Regions from separate parts of the Mus musculus genome. Here region 1 is linked to region 2. The links are chromatin contacts, called in public HiChIP or PLAC-seq maps. All regions are on one chromosome and are shown on one strand. The core of a region is the stretch at or near the end of the contact, and the rest is flanking DNA. Distances in the headings are between cores, read along the strand shown. Region 1 has its middle 24 kb from the start of Gm38412. Region 2 has its middle 7.1 kb from the start of Gm25869.

Region 1 (5,384 bases), core at 2,233-4,732, 1.0 Mb after region 2:
AACCTGGGGTTCTTCCTTCTCTGTTCCATAAATAAATGTAAGGAAAAAAATAGTCTCAAGTACGTCCAATAGGACAAACGTGGCTTTTTACATCATGGCTCCCTTCTCCCAGGAGAAAACAATGTCTGGGGTTAACCTACAGAAGCTATGTCCTCTCCTCTGCCTTCTCTAAGCTCTGTTTGAACTTCAGGTGCTCAAATGCCGAATGGGAAGGTTTATGTGTTTTTCCTGAATGCCGGCAAGTTGCCCAGCACACGCCTGGTACCTGGAGTCTGAAGGGAGAAACTGAGATCCACGCCAACAGAGGCAGAGGACTTCACTCTCAGCTAAAAAAAGAACAGGGCAATCTCCCTTACCTCCGAGGGACTTCTGTGAGCAGAAACCACGGGGAGCGCAGGAGAAACATCTGGAGTCTGACCCTCCTCCCTCCCTCCTACAGTCTCTCCAGAACTTCCTCCAGAAGCCAGGGGAAAGGAGCCGCAGATCTCCAGCATCTACACACTGGTTAAGTACCAGCTCTGACCTAGTTCTGTTTCAAAGCACTACCCTCTCCTTCCTACCTCCCACAGACGCCCACCCAGCTGCCGAGTATAGAGAACACTGAGAAAACTTAGGCCAAACGGGGACCTGGGATGATAAAGCCTTTGAGAAAACAGCTGTTTGTTCGTTCGGTTCGTTTATTATCATGTTTTTGCTCCTATCTCGTTTGATTACAAAAGCCTGTTGGGGGGAAAAATAAAAACCCTTTTACACTTTAGAGGAGTCGGTGCTGGGCTCTTCCAACCTCCATTCCACTTCAAAACAACTCTGGAGAAAAGGGGTTGAGCTAAAAGGCCCCTGTCAGACAGTCCTCTTCCTGGTCCCTGTCTCCCTCAGGGTGGCTAGCTGACCTTTCATATGCAGTCCCAGAAAGAGGCCTGCCCCTCACGCCACCTGTGGCTCTTCCTTCCCCCTTCCCCTCCCCCGCCCCCCCCCCCCCCCCCCAGGCCCTGCTTGAGCAGATGTCTTTCAGGCTGTCCTGCATTGCTCCAACCTCAGGTCATTTCCCTTCTGAGGAAACTGCCCAGTGTGTGAAGCTTCCCTTCTGCGATGGCCGGAAGGGTCAGATTGTTTTTCTTCCTGACCCCCCCCCCCCACGCCCGATTTGCGGGACACAACACAGGGAAGGTGGTGGGCACGCTCCCTCCCAGACGCTGGATTATTCCAGAAGGCCAACGGTGGCAGTGACCTACTGGCATTTCTCCCAGTATCAAGACCTGGATCACCGCCAAGACTTGTTAGACCCCTTCTGGTGGAGCTTCGCCCTGACTTTCTCCTGCCCTCTTGCCTCTTCCCCTTCAGTTCCTCCTGGGGAAGCTATGGAAACCAGAACCCACTCTCCCCAAAGCCAATCTAAAAATATTTCTCTACTCCATTCCCCATTCTTTCATGTAAAGCCTGACCTCAAGTCTGGAGAGATGGCTCACTGGCTGCTCCTGTAGAGGACCTGGGTTTGTGTCCTAGCGCCCCCCCCCCCCATCGTGGCTTATAGCCATCTGTAACTGCAGTTACAGGGAGTCTGCCGCTCTCTTTTGGCCTCTATGGAAGCCAGGCACGCATGTGGCACACACACATACACATAGACGAAATACTCATACACATAAGATAAAACTAAATCTTAAAAAATAAAAAGAGCCAGGTAGTGGTGGCACACGCCTTTAATCCCAGCACTTGGGAGGCAGAAGCAGGCAGATTTCTGAGTTCGAGGCCAACCTGGTCTACAGAGTGAGTTTCCGGACAGCCAGGGCTATACAGGGAAACCCTGTTTCAAAAAACCAAAATAAATAAATAGAAATTCGACAACAGATGTTGGTAAGAATGTGGGGGGAAAAGAAGCCTCGTTTGCTGCCGGTGGGAGGGCAGACTGAAACAACCACTGTGGGAATCAGATCAGAGTCTCAAAAAAAAAAAGGAAAAATAGAATTACCATATAACCTGCCTATACCATTCCTAGGCCTTGGCCCAAAGAACTCCATGTCCTACCTCAGAGATGCCTGCACGTTCATGTGCTTACGCAACCAGCCTGCATGTCCAGCAGCAGGAGAACGGGTAATGAAAATGTGCTTCATGTACAAAATAGGGTATTATTCTGCTGTAAAGAGCATGAAACTTGCAGGAGATGAATGGATCTCAAAAGTGTAACATTAAGGGAACATAATCTTAAACTCCAGAAGACCACAAAAGAAAGAAAAGAAAATTCTTCCTCATATAGGAGCTATAGCCTAGAATATATACATGAATATATGTGAACAGGTATTAAGTATGGGTATAGCCTAGAACTTAGAAAATGGGGTAATATTAGGTGAGGCGGAAGGTCAGAATGTAGGTAAAGGGCACGAGTCATGAGAGGCAAACTCTTTTTTTCCTAGCTTAAAAACTCTCTCTCTCTCTCTCTCTCTCTCTCTCTCTCTCTCTCTCTCTCTCTCTCTCGGAGGGGTTTATGTGTGTATAGTGTGTGTGTGTGTGTGTGTGTGTGTGTTAGATATATGAATTCAACTCTGCATACTAAAACAGCAAAATAACCATTTCTATATTCCCAAGGAATACACCCTTTGTTACTACTCTGAGGCATGAATGGGAGAACTGGGCTTGCTTTTAATCCTGTCAGTGTAACAGGAGTTAAACACACTAGTCAGTCACTGGCCCACTTAGAAAAGTCACTTTAAAAAAAAATATTGATTTGAGGGAAAAGAATTTTATAGTCCAAAGAGAAAAAAAAAAAAAAAAAAAACAAAGTCAAGAGACTCTATGAAAGAAAATGAAAAACAAAAGGTTTCTTATGTTTGCTGACTGGAAGAGTTCATCCAGTGAAACTGTCCACACTTCTGAACGTGATCTACAGATTCCACATTACGTCCATCTGAATACCGGTGGTGTTCCAAACAGAAGGGGGGTGGGGGGCTGGGATGTGGCTCAGTAGTCCAGCACCTGCACCTGCCTAGCATAATGAGGCTATCGATTCAGTCTCCAGTACTGGGGTGTGGGGAGAGCGAGAGGGGGTTGGGGGGAGGGTGGGGGATTTATATGGAATTCCCAACCCCAAAGTTCCAAAGTAATCTTATCTAGAAAGAGCAAAGCTGAGGGCATTGTAACTCCTGACTTCACAACATGCTACAAAGCTAGAGTGACCACACAGCAAGGCAGGCGATACTGTCCAGTGAGATAGAGAACTAGAACCCGTGTGTTTGCCCATGTAACACATGGAAAATGAAAGTTCTTTTTAACAATAGTCCTGGGTGAACTGCATATGCATAGGCAGATGAAACTAGGTTCCCATCCATCACTATGTAAAAAAAAAAAAAAAATCAAAATGGATTAAAGACTTAAGAGTAAAATAAATAAATCAGACACTATGAAATCAGTAGAGCAGCGGGACACAGGGAACACTTTGGGATTTGAGCAAAGTGGCTGTGACCCTGCCCCTGCCTCCGGGCAGAAACTGAGAAGAAAGAGAAAACCGACCCCTCCCACAAACGTAACAGAGGGGCGGGGCAGGCGTTCTCTAACACTCTCTGTAAGGAATTCAAACAACTCAGTAGAAAACAAACCCACACAAAAATCATAAATTGGTTAAAAGGAGCCCAAGCCCTAACTAGATTTCTCCAAAGAAGATACACAGATAGTCAACAATCACAGGGTTGTCATCCATCACCAGGGGGCACAAAACGGAGGGGAGATGACTCAGCAGATACGAGCAGTGCTGCTCTTGCAGAGAGAGGTTCAGTTCCCAGCACCTATATTGCTTCACGGCTGCCCTTAATGCTAGCCCTCGGGGACCTGACACCCTCTGACCTCTGCAGGTTCCTGTGCTCATGTCTCTCTCTCTCTCTCTCTCTCTCTCTCTCTCTCTCTCTCTCTCTCTCTCTCTCTCTCTCTCTCTCTCTCTTTCTCACACATACACACACACACACACACACACAATGGGACATCAAGTCAGCCCTGATAAGATGTCAATTATTAAAAAGACGAAGGTAACAAATGCCGGTGGAAATGTTGAGCAAAGAGAGCCTTGAGCACAGCAGTTGGGAGCATGGCCACCAGAGAAACAGCGTGCATCTGCCTTACAAAACAAGGAACACAACTGCAATGTGACCCAGAAAGCTGAGTGTATATTAAGATAAACTGAAATCAGCCCAACCAAGAGTCTGTGGCTCAGAGTTAAATGGCCGCAATTCACAGCAGCGAAGGTAGGATCAGCCTAGGTGCCCAGTAACAGACAAATGGATACGAACATAAAGTGTGGTGGCACATACCTTTAATCCCCATACTTGGAAGACAGAGGCATCAGATCTCTGTGAAAGTTCCAGGACAGCCAGGGCTACACAGAGAAACACTGTTCTTAAAAAAAAAAAAAAAAAAAAAAAAAAAGTAAACACACAATAGAATATTATTTGTGCATAAACAGGAACACAACTGTGTCATTCGCCCAACATGGGTGGAATTGGACGTAAGTGACGTAAATCAAGCAAGTGTCAAGAAAGACACTGTGTACTGAATCATATCCTGGCTGAATGCAGAGAGATACAATGGTCCAGAACCTGAGCAGAGATGTAGAGAGAGTGGTTAGTGAGCAGAGGGTTGCAGCCGGATGGGAGGAATCGCTGCTAAGGCCCTATAGCATCCAGGGTTTAACGGTGGCGGGCAAGTAGCTGGTGGGAGGATTTCACACGTTCCCATACTGAGAAATGAGAACTGTCTGAGGTGATGGATACGCCAGTCATCCTGATCCAATCATAACACATTGTGCACAGACACTGAAAAATCGCAGCCACGTTGTAGCTCATGAGGACATGCAATATGTTGATTAAAAATTGAATACAGAGGTCAAAAACTGACATACCTTCCTTAGTTTAAAGTCCTAAGGTCCCAAAACATCTCAAAAAATATGGGAGAACAGAAGGCTGCGCAGAGAGGCCAGAAAGAATCTAGACATCCAGGACCCACGAGGGGAACTCAGGTATGACCAATCCCCATTAGACCCTGCCCTTGGTCTTTGGGTCTTCAGTCTGGTGTCTCCCACATCCCATCAAACTATGACCCAACTCATTACACTCTATCCTTGCTAACCTGCCTGCTGTTAGGGTGCTGATGATGGCCCGTGAAGGGCTCATCTCCACCCACTCCACTGCCTGGCCACTGACCATTATGGCGCTTTTGTCTATTTTCTAGGCCCATCCTTTTGCCTCTCTTTATGGGATTCTGGAAGCCTTCATGATACTGCCAGTAAAAGTCCTCTTTATTGAGAGGCAGTTCCTGTTGTTTACACTCAAGAGTTCCAGCCATACCAAGTGACTCAGCAGCTCTTCTCTGAGGTACAGTCCCAAGAGCAATTACAACGCAGGCCC
Region 2 (6,095 bases), core at 1,401-3,900:
TTGGTTTCAGACATAATATTAATATAGAAACACTTATGAACTTGTAAATATGACGACACATCAGAAATTCTGAAGTCAATGAAGACACTGTTTCTTTAACTTTTTCACCCTGGGTGAGGATTGAATTTTTATCTCCTAGATAACCACTATACTATATTGTTGTCTTTAAATCCTTTTATCTTTTAAACAATATTTGTTTTATTATTCATTATAATAGCTGTGTGCTATGCACACATGTGTGCAGTTCCTGAGGATGCCATAAGAAGGCATCAGATCCCCTGGAGCTGGGTTAACAGTGGTCGTGAGCTGCCTGAAGTGGGTGTTCTGAACGCGGGTCTTCTGAAATAGCAGCACGTGCACTTCACCACTGAGCGGTCTCTGCAGCTGCCCATCCTTTTCCTTTTCTGCTGTTTTAGTTACCCAGCCCTACATAACAAACTAGGTAAAAACTTAGTGCCCTAAAATCATCTATATGATCATAATTTGGCAGTTTGGGCCAGACTCAGAGCAGGCATGTTTGACCCTTGTACACTTACTGGGGTGGCCCATGAAGCCGGTGCAGGCTGCTGACTGGGCATTTGGGTGGGGCTGCTAGCCAGGAGTCTCTCCTGTCCTCCTGCGGACCTACTGTGTGGCTGCGTGAGCTTCCTCAGAGCATAGTGGCTGGGTTCTAAAAGAAACATAGTGGGAGCTGCCAGTTTTCTTAAAGGCGAGGCCCAGGATGGGAATAACATCATTTCTACTGTATTCTAGTGGCCAAAGAAACCACAGGCCCAGCCCAGACTCATGGATGTAGAGAAATAGACCCACCCTTCAGCTGGAGAAATGATCAAAAACTTATGAACATTCTGCTGCTACTTCTGTCCCTGCATAGTTCTTGTTGTAGAACAATTCTTAGTTTTACTTTCATTTCTTTTTCAAACTAAACTTGAGAATAGCATTACACTTGATTTTTTTTCCCCCAAGACCGGGTTTCTCTGTGAAGCTCTGGCTGTCATGAAACTCACTCTGTAGACCAGGCTGGCCTTGAACTCAGGCTGCCTCTGCTTCCCAGGCACTGAGATTAAAGGCGTGTACCACCACTGCCCAGTTTATTATTTACCAAAAATAGCACATAGTCTATATCTGTAAAATGAGTTCCATCCATCTACCTACCTTTTTTGTCATAACACATCCATAGAGGTGTCTAGGATGGTGTTTAACAAATATTAATTGTATTTCTAGATATAATATAGGATGAATTTTAATTTAATTTTTTACATTACAGTTTTGAAAATACTTACCTATTTGTTTTTTTTTAAATGGGTACCAAAGTGTGTGTGTGTGTGTGTGTGTGTGTGTGTGTGTGTGTGTGTGTGTGTGTGTAGGTCAGAGGGCAGTATTTAGAGGCCATTATCTCCTTCCATCACTGTGGGTCATGGAGATGGGACTCCGGGTTATCTGGCTTGGTGGGGGTGCCTTTACTATTTAGTTATGTCTCTGACTCAGGATGAAATTTTTAAAAGTTACTTTTAATACTTTTCGATTTTGCTTACATATCTTGTTTTGTTTTGTTTTGTTTTGTTTTGTTTTGTTTTGTTGATTTTTTGAGACAGGGTTTTTCTGCATAGCCCTGGCTGTCCTGGAACTCACTCTGTAGACCAGGCTTGCCTCTGCCTTCCAAGTGCTGGGACTAAAGGCGTGCGCTACCACACCTGGCTTGCTTACATATCTTACATGTAGCATTTCTAAGACCAATGAAGTCATTGATTTTTATTAAAAATTGGAAGGAAATTGTTGGAAAAAAATTGTCTCTGTAGAGAGCCAACACTCAGAAGTCAGTGGGTTGGAAGTGACCTGGGGAACTACTGAGTGCCACTTTATGATGTGAGGAAGAAGAGGAGACCCAAGCAGTGACTTGCACAGACTCCCTATTCAGTCCCTGGAAAAGGAAAGCCATCAGTTATTAGTAGTCAATGACTGGTCCATCATCTCTTCTCTGGAGTGTGGTAGGAGGACTTACTGAGTTCTATTGTCCTGCTGTTCTCAAAATGTAAAAGACTGAATTGGCCCTACCTTCTCTAGCACCTGGGAGCCCTAACTGTGTTCAAGACAGGAAGGACAGAACAATGGAATCATGAGCCTGGCTTCTGGGCACCTTAGCAAAGTGAGAAAGGTTTCTTCTGACCCTTTACGTTTAAGTTCCTTGCCTGGATGTCTCCCTTCTTCCTGACCTAACCAGAGAAGCCGCGTGTCTGTAACACAAGAGCCCTTTGACAAACAGAAGGATGTTTCCAGAGGAAGGACCCAAGAGTCCTCTTGAAAATGGAGTCTCTAAGGCGGCTGCTGTGCTCTGGAGAGAGAGCGATCAGCTCTGGAGGCTTTAAGTTGCCCTCCAGGTTGCAGATCGCCCCATCTCTTCCTAATCATAGAAAGAATTTCTTGTTGGATTTTTTTCAAGTGATTTTCTGGGAGTCATCAAAATGGCTGGGAGTCCTGCTGTAGTTAGGGAGGTCTGTCACAGGACTTTGTCAGTTGCTAGAACTCTGGAGGAGGAGGTCTCCTGGGTCTGGTCTGCCTGCCTTTGTGTGGTGACTTCTCCCTGACCTCTCTGTGTGTGATCTCTGCCAGACCCGCTAGCGCAGAGCTCCTTTTCAGTAACTCTTCCCTGACATTGTGCTGAGCCCACTGTTTCCCAGCATTCAGTGGCTCTCTGGTGACCTTAATGGGAAGGGAGCCAGCCTCCGGCAAATCTCTTTTTTTGACAATAGAGAAACATGACTGGGAAGCAGGCAATAAATACAGATCCAGGGCAGCAAAGATGGAAACCTGCTGTTTTGTCCAGCTGCATCAAGGCATAGAATCATGCAGGAATCTGTCTTGTCTGATTTGACCTGCTCATGTTCCTGCATGCATTCTTGCTTTCTCAGCTGCCAGCAGAGGGCTGGAGAGGTTTGTCTGTAATCCATCTAGCCCTTCCTGTCTCTTCAACATACCACAGATGACTTCAGGAGTTAACAAGCTGCCATTAAAGTCATGTCTCACTCAGGATATGTTTGAGGGTATGGCAAAGAAACACAACCAGGCAGGGTTTGAACTGTTTAGGAAACAATGTATCCTTTACTGACACTCCAGACTCTTTAATTGACTACATCCTATGTACCAGGTACTGTATTCAGTTCAGGGCAGCAGAGTAAGGGGGTGTGGAGATATTGCATGTAGGGAAGTCTCAGGGGTTCTGAATAGCTACAGTAAGGGATAACATATGGCTCCCATTGTTTTTGGGGGGAGAGTGAGAGAGAGAGAGAGAGAGAGAGAGAGAGAGAGAGAGAGAAGATAAAAATATGTTGGCTCATGCAGTTCGATTCTTAATGAAAAAGATGGAAAAGCAAACAATGTGCTCAAAGCTGGGTGCTGTGAAGACAGAATGTGGGAGCTGAATCAGCGAGGAGAATGGAGGCAGTGGAAGTTGAGGTCAGGTCAAGGAGGATTCTCTGAACAGGGGAAGCTGGGACTCAGGATGAATGGTGGTGAGCCCTCCAACCCCTGCAGTTAACAGTGGATGAAAGCAGACTCCAGACAGGGCCAGCAGGATATGCAAATGCTTGCAGGCACGAGGGAAATTATGAATACATTGTATTGATGGGAGAAGGAGCCAGCACTGTGTGTCTCTGTGTGTGTCCCCGCTAGCGTGCATGTGTAAAGTAGGGTGTCTAGGGAAACAGAAATGAAGTAAGATTGACATTTCTACCCTGGGCTTCAGGGGACACTGTGAATCCAGTAGGACTGGAAACCGCTCCAAGCACTCAGATCTTAGCTGACCCAAAGGAAAGTCTGCCCGCTATTTAAGGCAACACCCCATTTCCAGGACGCAGACCGCTCCCTGGAGAGATGCCCACTCACATCCGAGCTTACAGATCTCGCTGAAAAGCCCTTGCGTGGCTTTCACACAATCAAGATCTCTGTTTATAAAGAAGGAACCATCTTCAGGGCCCACAGACGGCTTCCCCATTTTCCACACCACCCTCTGGATTCAATTGCCCTTCTAACCTCATATTTTCCAAGAAACGCAACCCCTGGGAACCCTGGTTCTTTGGAGACCCATCTTGATGCTGTTTGGTCTCTTCATTCAGCTTTGAGTGGCAGAGACTCACATTGGGTCATTGGAAATGATTTGATTTGTGCCCAGCACGTGGGGGACAGGAAATCATAGAGCCCGCAGGGCAGGCAAGCAGCCAACCGTGGACCTCGGAAGAATGGAGGTGCTGACCTCCTCCCTGGACCGCAGCCGCCTCGCTGGAAGGAGTTTTAATTATACCCTCGACTTGTATTTGTCTTATAAAAGCACACCATGAATGAAATATTAAAAGGGCACATACTCTTTTCCAAAAGAATGAGTTTTCCTGCCAGAGTATTTTATTGTAACAATAATCCTGACGAAATCAATGTGACACCGGAGCCCCCACCAGGGGAAGCCGATGCAAGCTGAGCGTTTTGGTCTTAAAGATGCTCTCTTTGTTCAGGACAGACCACTTACATCCTACATGTATTGGCTTATTTGGCCTCCTGAGAGCCCCACCACGTTACACATAGGGAGACTGAGCATCGGGGGGATTTGTCCAGAGTCACAGCAAGTAAGTGTTCCAGAGATGAGAATTTAAACAAAGCCTTCTGATTTAAAGCACAGCGTACATTTTAAACGGAGTCCTTTCCCACCAAAGCAGCAGAGACCCACTGCGCAGGAAGTCTTTCTTTGCTAGTTAGCTTCTCAACTGATTGGGCGAGACCCAGCACCAAGAGGGGCAGTCTGTGTGATTTGAAGTTCACAGGTTTACATTTGAATCTCGCCTAAAACCCCTCCCTCAGAAACGCACAGAACAGTGTTTAAATAGAGATCGATGCACCCAAGTTCTTTCATACAAACTGTTTTCATGTGTATGTGTGTGTATTGTGTGAGTTCATGTGTACCAAGTGAGGTTCCATATGGGTGCTGGGAACTGAGCCCAGGTTCCCTGCAAGAGTAGCCAGTGTTCTTAACCTCTGAGCTGTCCCCAAGACTCTCAGTGTGCTGACATTTCATGATTGTGGACCTCAACTTATTTTTGTCTTGACCCTCAGATTTTATTTATTGATTATTACTTATTTGCTAAGCTAGGGATTGAACCCAGAACTTTGGCACACTAGGCAAGTGCTTCATTGGTAAACCACAACCTTAGTCTCTTTTAAGATAGTGGGGTTCCTATGTGGGTTGCGACCCCTTTGGGGTTGCATCTCAGATATTCTGCACACCAAATATTTACATTATGATTCATAACAGTAAACAATTTATTAATTGTTAAAAATAATTTTATGGCTGGGGGGTCACCATGACATAAGGAGGTGTGTTAAAGGGTCGCAGTGTTAGGAAGGTTGAGAATTGCAACTTTACCATAAGCTCTCTTCTGCCTCAGCCTTCCAAGTGCTGGGATTGCAGGTATGAGCCACCACAACCGACTTTAACGCCTGTTGTCAGTAGCGGAGGCCCATGGCCATCCTCAGTTGCAGCTGGTGTCCCCAAGTTTGGAGACCGACTCAATGACTCAGACATCTGCTTGGTGGGGTACATCGGGAAAAAGGATGGCCTGTTGGCGTCTTTCGTGCTTTTCTCTGTGCAACATGTGCTTCTCTGCCTTCACAGGATTTCCAGCGCCTTCCTGGAGACCAGCAGTAGAAGCCTGCCTGCTTCTCCCTGACTCCCTGCCCGTCCTGCTGTTCGCTTCCAGCGTTTTATGGACTTGACCATCTGCTGGCTTCCCTCTGTGTTCTCAGTCCTTGCATTGTTTGAAATGCGGAAGCGTCTCAGTAGGAAACTGATGGAAGCACAAGGCTTGTGGAATTGGTGCCAGTGACATCCAGGGCACACGAGGTATGTCTGTGTCCACCTACGTCAGTGGCTCTCAACCACTGGGTCACAACACCTTCGGGGTAGGGTTCCAATGACCTTTTCACAGGGGTGGCATATCAAACATTTACATCGTGTTTCATAACAGTAGCAAACTTACCGTTAGGATGTAGTCATGAAATAATTTTTTGGTTGGGTCACCACAACTTGAGGAACTGTGTTAAAGAGTTGCCAC

What was found. HiChIP or PLAC-seq counts read pairs in DNA pulled down with a chosen protein or histone mark.
Region 1: an H3K27ac HiChIP or PLAC-seq map of embryonic stem cells shows a contact between it and region 2, with 3 times the contacts expected there. The contact joins two enhancer-like sites.

The regions. Positions count from the first base shown.
Region 1 is chr3:104,430,824-104,436,207 of GRCm38.p6, forward strand. No RefSeq gene overlaps it. Among named protein-coding and RNA genes, the nearest start is that of Gm38412, 24 kb to the left of the region's middle. Within about 2 kb of position 3,483, at least 46 of the 459 cell types and tissues checked have an H3K27ac peak or open chromatin away from gene starts, as enhancers often do. A contact at or near this core is called in embryonic stem cells, where this site is marked.
Region 2 is chr3:103,417,256-103,423,350 of GRCm38.p6, forward strand. No RefSeq gene overlaps it. Among named protein-coding and RNA genes, the nearest start is that of Gm25869, 7.1 kb to the right of the region's middle. Within about 2 kb of position 2,651, at least 78 of the 459 cell types and tissues checked have an H3K27ac peak or open chromatin away from gene starts, as enhancers often do. A contact at or near this core is called in embryonic stem cells, where this site is marked.